2 separate regions of the Xenopus tropicalis genome follow, and region 2 is linked to region 1. A link is a contact called in public Hi-C data. All regions are on one chromosome and are shown on one strand. Each heading gives the region's core, a stretch centred on a gene start, on an enhancer-like site or on the middle of the called end of the contact. The rest is flanking DNA. Distances are from core to core; before and after follow the strand shown. Region 1 has its middle 29 kb from the start of iyd. Region 2 holds the start of plekhg1 (pleckstrin homology domain-containing family G member 1).

Region 1 (4,591 bases), core at 1,961-4,460:
TGCACTGTTGTGCTTTCCTGCTGGTACATACTCTGCTAAGCTTTTCCTGCTGACAGATGCACTGTTGAGCTTTTCGCACACTGTTGAGCTTTTTCCCCACTGGACATGCCCCAAGACTTGCCTTAAGAAAACCTTACATTCAAGCAAATTCCTACCTTAGGGCTGTGACAGATGGGAAGATTAGTCGCCGCGCAACAAATCTCCCCGAAATGCCATCCCACGTGGGCGCCTTTAGAGGAAACTTCTGCGATTTTGGGGAATTGCGGTGCCGCATATGCCATCCCACCGGCGATTTACACTCTAGCCGCTGGGATGGCATTTCGGGCAGATTAGTCGCCCGCGACAAGGGAGATTTGTCACGGGTGACTAATCTCCCCGTCTGTCACTGCCCTTAGATTTAGCCAATGTCCTTACGACAACAGTTGTTAAAGTTCTTAGACTGCTAATTACTGGGCAACGTGTTGACTATTACTGCTTATTGCCTTTAAACTGCTATTGGTTCTAGGTTGTCTTTCTGGTATAGTTTTCTTGTAGACTCAGAATGAATCTTAATAAACCTTTAAAGGTTGCGTATTGGAATTATTAAGTTGACTGCTGAAGTTATTTCCTTAGACTCTGGATTTACCTAAGTAGAAGTCAGGTACATATCTTGGATGCCCATCATTTCTTTAAGTAAAGTTATCTGTAACTGGAACATTGTTTAATTTCTAGTTGGACACTAGATTGACGCAATATGTCATGGTGTCCATGATCCCCTTACTAGCAGATTGTCTTATGCCAGTAGTTCAGCAATATTGTTGGTTGTCAGAATATTGTATAATACTCATAAATATACCAATCTGAGGTTAATTATAAATAATGGATACATTTGCACCTGGGCACAAAACTATGGCAACCAATTAAATGTTTGCTTTTATTGTAACCCACAGCAACCAATGTTTGCTCTCATTGTGCAACCTGCAGCTGGCTAAGAAAAGCCAATCACTGATTGGTTGCTATGGGTGAATATTGCCCCATGTTTATAAATGAGCCCCACTGGTGCTCTACATACTTGTCTCTTTGTAACCCCCAACTTGTTCAAAGAGCAGGAGAGTATTTCTTGCACCAAAACAGAGAGATCCACATTCTCTTGCAATCTCTTTAATAATCCATAAGACAATAATCCATGGTTGGAAATAGTAGGATTCAGAAGGCACCATTTGTTTTTTGTTAACAATGTCATAAAGAATGCACGTATTGCCTGTAGGTTTTGCATTTTGTATTTAAACTTTACTTAAAAGAGCACTGAAGCTATGTAAGGCAATATATTTTGCTTGGCTTTAAATAGAATTAGGTTCCTTAGTGCTTTTTTTTAAAGGGATGATAGAAAGGAATGCTGTGTGTGTATGAACTAATTACAGCACAAGGGAAAGACCACCTGCCAGTAGCAGCTTTAAAACTGTAATGTTATGCTGTGTACAAGTATTTAAAATGTTAAACTTTCTTTGGAAACCCATTGACCAGTTAGCTTCACGTTTCTCCACTCTTTCATAGAAAAACAGGCAATGCTGCTTCAATTTTCCCATATAAATTGGTTCAAATCCCAGTTGCCAAGCAAATTCCACTAATTTTGCTCTTTCATTTTAAATGCTTCTTGGGGGCAACTTTTAGTTTACCTAGCAAAAATATATATTATATTTTCCAGACAACATAAGCTCTCTAAACATGCCAGAATTAGCTATTAATTCAACTTCTGTAACAAGACATATGGCATTTAAGTCATAATCATATTTTCATTATACAGAGAAATATAATGTAAACATATTCTATTACATACATGAAATCACATCTGATCTGGAAAGCTCCATACCCCCGAGCATGCCAATACCAATTAAGCACAGATTTATGGAGATTCCTAACTTGTGTAGATCAAAAAAAGCCGCAGGACTATAAAGGGGGATTTTCAAAACATTGCGCCAGAAATAATAATATTTTGAACTACAAAACCAAAACACGGGCTAAACTTTAAAATATTCCTTTTTATAGCCCATATTTTTAAAAGCAGTTATCACATTAAATACAGAAAATTACAACATAACTTATAGACATTACAAATAAATATCTTTCTCCAATTTCTTCACCCACTAGTTCACAAGTCACCCAAGGACAAATATAGCCATGATTATTGGTTATTGATTATAGGGACTTCCTGAACAATAAGGGAATGTTAACCCATTGGGTCCCCTAAAATTACTACAAATAGATAGGGTACCAAAAATATGTGCCTTCTAGAGACCCATTTTAGAACTTGAAAAACCCTCATGGAGGCCTTGTTTACATTGGGTACTAATAAAAATAACCATAAATATGAACATCACAGGGTCAGAGAGGGCAAGCAGGACACATGAATTTAAGGATTTGGATTCGATTCGGCCAGAGGCATGGATTCGGCCAAATACGAATCCTGCTGAAAAAGGCCGAATCTTGGCCGAATCCTGGATTTGGTGCATCCCTAATTCTTGGCAAGCCGAAAATACGCCCCTCCACTTGAAAAAACTTCTATTGGGCCTGCACCGGGAAGCATTGAATACATTCAAGTGCCTACGTGTCTAGCCAATAACCGCCGAAAATACAAAGTCTTGCATTTTTTGGTGTCTATCGGCTACCTGTGCCTGTACCCGAGCGTATTCAATGCTTCCCGGTGCAGGGCCAAGTTTTTTAAAGTGGAGGGGCGTATTCTTAGCAAGTGTTTTTCAGCTTGCCGAGAATACGACAAGTCTAACATTAGCTTTAACTACAGCAACCTGCGCTGTGCGACCAGTCGAGGAAGGATTTCTTGACAAGGCTATTTCTGAAAGAATCAAAACTGACCACTTAATGCATTACCATTTTATTAGATTTATTTGTAGGCCCTGGCATTTCAAGTACACAGAATTCCAAACAGCCCCCCACCAGTCCACTAAATAGTGACTGTCTATGGCATCTTACAGCAGCCCCTCTGGCATTTGCCAAAATCCACAGCTTGCCTGACTGGGTCTGCACTGTCTTTACTTAAATTACAAAATAGGATGAAAAGCCTAATTTAAAACTTCCACTGTTTTGTCTTCATACTTCTTCCCCAATTACAATTTAATTTAATTACAAAAGAAAATTGACAAGGCCCTGGGGTCTGCTTTGGCCATGGACAATACCTGTCTTCTTCACACGTATTTGTGGCGGACAAGAGACAGGGTAATAACAAAGGATAATTGGATAAAGGCAACAGAGCATAAAAGAGTTGAAGGTTCCGATGAAAGGAAGATACAAGAAAAGAAGAGCAAAAAGTAATGGGGGGAGAACATAAAACTGGCAACAGAATGGAAAAGCAGAATGGGCCAAAGCAAAAACAGCCAAACAAAGGGAAGGTAAAGTATATCAGATTTAAAGATTGAAGATAGAGAAATCAGAAAAAAAAGAAACAAAAACTACAGAAAAAACAGGCGCCCCTGTGCCCCCAAACCAGGTAGTTATTTTTGAATTCCTGACTTGGGGGCAAGTTTTGGTTGAATAAAAACAAGATTTCCTACCAAATAAAGCCCCCTGTAAGCTGATAGTGTGCATAGAGGCCCCTAATAGCCAATCTTAGCCCTTATTTGGCACCTCCATGAACTTTTATGATGCTTGTGTTGCTTCCCAAGTCTTTTTACATTTGACTGTGGCTCCCGAGTAAGAAAGGTTCGGGACCCCTGCTTTTAGGGGGACATAATGAATAGGAGGCGCGCTGCCTATGGACGATGGTACTGTATCAGCATAGATTTCCTATGCGTTTAAATAAGAAGCAATGTCAGGTGGGAAACACTGTTTTAATGCTTGATTTTCACGCCATGTTAAGTCTGAAATGTTGGTGTATGGTCCATGACCTCATTTTTAATAATGGAAGTTTGTCGGTTGTAATAATTTATTTAGTGTGTAGGTTGTTATAATTTGCTTAGTGTGAGTGGGTAAACATTCTTCTAAGGATAATATAATCTATAATCTAAATATAATCTAAAGAATCTGAAGAAAATCCTTTAGCTATATTGGTCACTATTAGGCCCTGGAAGTAATGGAAGGCAACATGTTACTGGGTAAAATGTCTGGATCTATTATGAGGGATTTTATATTGGAATGGCTGTATTGTTACCTCAGCTGTCATCATGTAGGCAATGAGCCATGGCAGCATGTACTCAGCCTTATTATGCACAGACTTACTTTTTAATAAAATTTAAACAACACCTGACTGTTTTATTACAAGTGCACACAGCATACAAAGAAATACAGAGAATGTTTTATGTATATTTCCTAAAAAAAAAAAGTTCCAGCAGTTTATTACTCAAACGTTTATGACTCTATTTCTGTCTTATGCAACATTAAATTTGAAAGTTTATAGTTTCCTGTGATTATTATCAATCATTTCAAAGTTTGTTATTGAAGGAAATATTTACATGCAGTCAGGACCTTCATTTAACCCATTTTTAGTAGAAGTAGAAGCCCTGCTTCTTTACTCCAGACAATTTGTATATTGTAGTATGCATGATAAATAGTGCAAATACTTCATAAAACCATGATTATGCAGCTAAAGGCAAATATAGTA
Region 2 (4,205 bases), core at 912-3,411, 39 kb before region 1:
GAGAACATAACTAAAATACCAGCAGATATTAAGAACTGTAATTCTGGTGTCACATTCCAGTGTGAGCTTGCAACAGTAATGGAGCACTTGATATATTTAACGAGCCATGATATAAGTGATACTATACAACATATAAGCAGCGATAATATATATGAACATTACCAACCTGAGATGCCTGTTTATCTATACAGATGCAGTTGCAGTTCACTGGAAATTGTACCAACTACAATGAATACTACAATGAATACTACAATGAATACTAAAGTGCATATTATTACTTAATTTTCTGTAAACATACTGACATCTTAGATAGATAGATAGATAGATAGATGATAGAATGAAAACATCTTATAAACAAAGAGCCCCTGCCCAGGCCTCCCCTTCCCAACCACACAAACCATACACCCCCAAACAGTGCTGCTCTTCTGTAACTAAGCAGAAAAGGATGAGCTGCATTGTAAGGTTAGCAGCCACCATGTCTGGCCACATTGGTTCCTGTACCTGACTCTTTGACTCCCAGACATGGAGGCCACCAACCCGACAGCTTTAACTTATCTGGTCAGGTACAGGGGAGCAAGGCTGTTCAGGGGAGTCTGGTTGGTCCATTTGGGGAAGGGATTTGTGCAGAGCCCCTATTCTTACAAAAAAAGGTTTAATTCATTAGCAAGCTTGCATTGGATTTGGTTCCTTCTTTCCACCAAATATATGAAGACTGGGATATACTAAGCATATATAGTAAAGTCAAGTTCCATCACTAACTGAAGCTTTCCAGGATTTACATATTGAAAGGAAGCAGTTGTTTTGTGTTGAAGTTATTACCGCTATTACTTACTGGGCTTGTCAAAAAAAACATCGACACCAAACATGTTCATTGAGCATGTTCTTACTATCTCATTATTTTACAATACAGATTTGTCTTTCACACACAAGCACATTCAAGGGAATACATATCAATTCATAATCTTTACATAGAGCTGGTGCAATAACATTCATTAACCATCTCACCTAATCTTTCAGAGGAGATTTGGATTACAGCATAAGTCTGGGTTGTTCCCTGCCAACAAGATAACACACCGAAACTGGACCAATTACAGATTTCTATCGATACAGGAATAAAACACACACGCTTGCTTAAGGGCTTGTTCAGGAAATAAATAAATATTATATATACTCCTAATAAAGATAATTGGCTGGAAAATATAATGTGAAACTGTGCAAACATAATGAACCAGTAACAGATACAGATTACTATTAACTCCTGTGTTGTTTTGTCTGCTTTGTAAAGAAGTCAGCTGGCAGTGAATGGCATAGAAGTATGTAACAAAGAATATTAACAACAAGAATATTCTCAAGAGAAAAATGCAGCTAACACCAATAGGGCACCAGATTTGCCATTTTACATAGGACACTCCATTCATGCTGAATGTGCAGATTGGCTAAATGACTTTGTAGTGTGCGCACTATACTGCAGTGAAGCAAGACAAGACCTGTCAGCTCACAGAAGTGAACGGATCACCCACTTTAGACCAAACTCAAAGGAATAACAATGCTAGCAAGTGAATGATGGTTTAAATGATTTTTTTTGTTAGGGATGAGAAAGGGCATCCCTACTGTCTCAATACTCTGCCCCATTGATGGAATCTATTAATTGATTCTTTGCACTCATTCTTCCTTTTCTTTAGATTGGAAGCCCATAAGAACAGGATCCTATCTTCCATTTGTTACAATGAAAACATTTAAGTCATTTTTATATTCAACATCATTAAAAATATTACTGCACTCTTGTGAAGCCTGAGCTCAGAGTTTTCTCTTATTGCATGTACTCTTGCCTGGAGCTGAATTGCTCTATGAACCTGCTCTGAGACTGGAATTTCAATTAGATATCCCCTTACATAACTGCGTTATTAAAAGTAGCCAAAATGGGATTTACCTTTTCCAGTTCAACGCTTCCTCCATATGATCCACTCTTTGAGCGCAACCCCATACGGGAAAAGACACAATGCTGCAGAGTAAGGCAGGTTTCCCTTGCTTATAGAATTCAGTCCAGCAAGAATGAAAAGAGCTTATTTTCGGAAGTCTGTTCCAAATCAGTCCGGGGTCTCCTATTACTAGTCTACATCCAGTCAATGCTTTTCAACACTGCAAAGAGTGCAAATACAGTCTAACGTGCAGTCACTGCCTTGTGTCCCTCCTCTAGCCCTACCCTCTCCTTCTGCTGCAGCTGATCCACCGTGAGACCTACCCCTCCTTTTCCTTCCCCTCCACTCCCCAGCTAAGGGTTGAGTCTGTAGGATATGACTCTGGACTAATGCCAATTTCAAGCAGTCAAATTATTTCTCCAGACCTTGAAAAGTCAACCACCGTTTTGAAGTATTTCCAGCCTTTTTGAACTGCTTTTACTTTAACCCCGTCCACATTGTCTGCAACAGACTTTTGTTGACTCATCTGCAGCCAATATTATGTTTAAGATGCCTGCTAAATTATTGTTATTAATAACATGTATTTAAGTACCAACATATTCTGCAGTGCTGTGCAATAGAGGGTTGTATACATCAAACAGACAATAGTGATCAATACTGAAGGCGAGAAGGCCTGCTCAACAATGCTAATAGTTTAAAAGGAGAAGACTGTCTATAACTGTACTACAGTGTAACTATAGAGAAAGACAGTCCCGGTTTTGGTAGCGCGTCCCGCTGTCCCAGATAGTTCCATGAATGTCCAGCATTTCCGTAATGCGGGACATTCATGGAACTATCCCTGACAGCGGGATGCGCTGGCTGTAATCAGGCGTTCGGTTCCTCTTCTTCAGCGTCTCCTCTATATGCAGCTCCTTGTTCGGCGGAGCCAGGCCCTTTTATAAGGTTGCGCCTGTGCGTATTGACGTCACACGCACGCACGGGCGCAACCTTATAAAAGGGCCTGGCTCCGCCGAACAAGGAGCCGCATATAGAGGAGACGCTGAAGAAGAAGCTTCAGCAGCAGAATGTATGGAGGCACTGTGTGGGGGGGTGCTAATGTGTATGGGGGGCACTGTGTGGGGGGCACCTGTGTATGGGGGGGCTACTCTGTATGGGGGGCACCTGTGTATGGGGGGGGCTACTCTGTATGGGGGGCACCTGTGTATGGGGGGGGCTACTCTGTATGGGGGGGCACCTGTGTATGGGGGGCTACTCTGTATGGGGGGCACCTGTGTATGGGGGGGCACCTGTGTATGGGGGGGCTACTCTGTATGGGGGGCACCTGTGTATGGGGGGGCTAATGTGTTGGGGGGCACCTGTGTATGGGGGGGCAAAACTGGTACATAGTTATAACTCACTTATAACTGACTGCCTTCTCTCTATATTTGTATTTTATATGTAGGAGTTGCTATATTGTTTTCCTTAGGTAGTACAGTATGAGGGTATAGCACATTTGCGTCTGATCCCGCCATTTCATCTATATAAAAGGAGTATTTTTTTAAAAAATGGGGTGTGGTAATCGGGGCATGGCCACAAAAGTGGGCGTGGTCAAAAAATTGTCGCGCTGCGCGCACCAAATCTTTTTGTCCCTCTTTTCATTTTTCAAATGTTGGGAGGTATGCCATGGTCACAGGAGGGCTTAATATATAGGGGCCCAGATTACAGGGTCTGCTACCTCTATCATTGTAGAATCAATAGTACCCAGCTGCAGGGCTGGAACTAGGGGTAGGCACAAAAGGCACATGCCTAGGGCACAAAGGCCTGCATTCCCCTAGCTCAGGGTCCTGGAAAAGAGCAGGATGCACCTTCACCAATTACACCGCTCCCACCCTTCTCTGCTTGTCACTCTCAAATGTGCATGCCACTGTACATGTGTGTGGGGGGGGTGGGTATTATTGGCAAGTTGCCTAGGGTGCATCTCCTGCTGGACCCGGTGGTACCCAGCTGCCTGACTACTCACCTTTCCTGATCCCCAGCTTTTCTCCTACCTAAAAGCGAACGGGCTGCTGCTGCGTAAACTGGTGGGGAGGGGGGAAGCCAGCGGAGTAAGTGGCTGGGTATGGGGGCAGGTTGCTGTGTGCGCCAGCCCCCTCCTCATATTCTGTTACTATACACTCGATATTAATGCTTATATACACATACATACATAAATATATATATATATATATATGGAGAGAGAGAGTCCTAACTGTAATATAACTGAATATTTTTAGTAACATTTGTAGTTCTGTTTTAGATGGTAGATAG

The links. A called contact is a pair of places that touch in the nucleus more often than the background predicts.
Region 2: a contact with region 1 is called in a Hi-C map of neurula embryo, with 2.3 times the contacts expected there. The contact joins the promoter of plekhg1 here to the enhancer-like site in region 1. A contact is called at or near these places in 3 of 5 Hi-C or Micro-C datasets (brain, neurula embryo and tailbud embryo).

The regions. Positions count from the first base shown.
Region 1 is chr5:44,546,345-44,550,935 of UCB_Xtro_10.0, reverse strand. No RefSeq gene overlaps it. Among named protein-coding and RNA genes, the nearest start is that of iyd, 29 kb to the right of the region's middle. Within about 2 kb of position 3,210, at least 1 of the 11 cell types and tissues checked has an H3K27ac peak or open chromatin away from gene starts, as enhancers often do. A contact at or near this core is called in neurula embryo, where this site is marked.
Region 2 is chr5:44,584,304-44,588,508 of UCB_Xtro_10.0, reverse strand. plekhg1 (pleckstrin homology domain-containing family G member 1) reads right to left here and starts at 2,161. Exons shown (of 18, transcript XM_018094254.2): 1 at 1,931-2,161.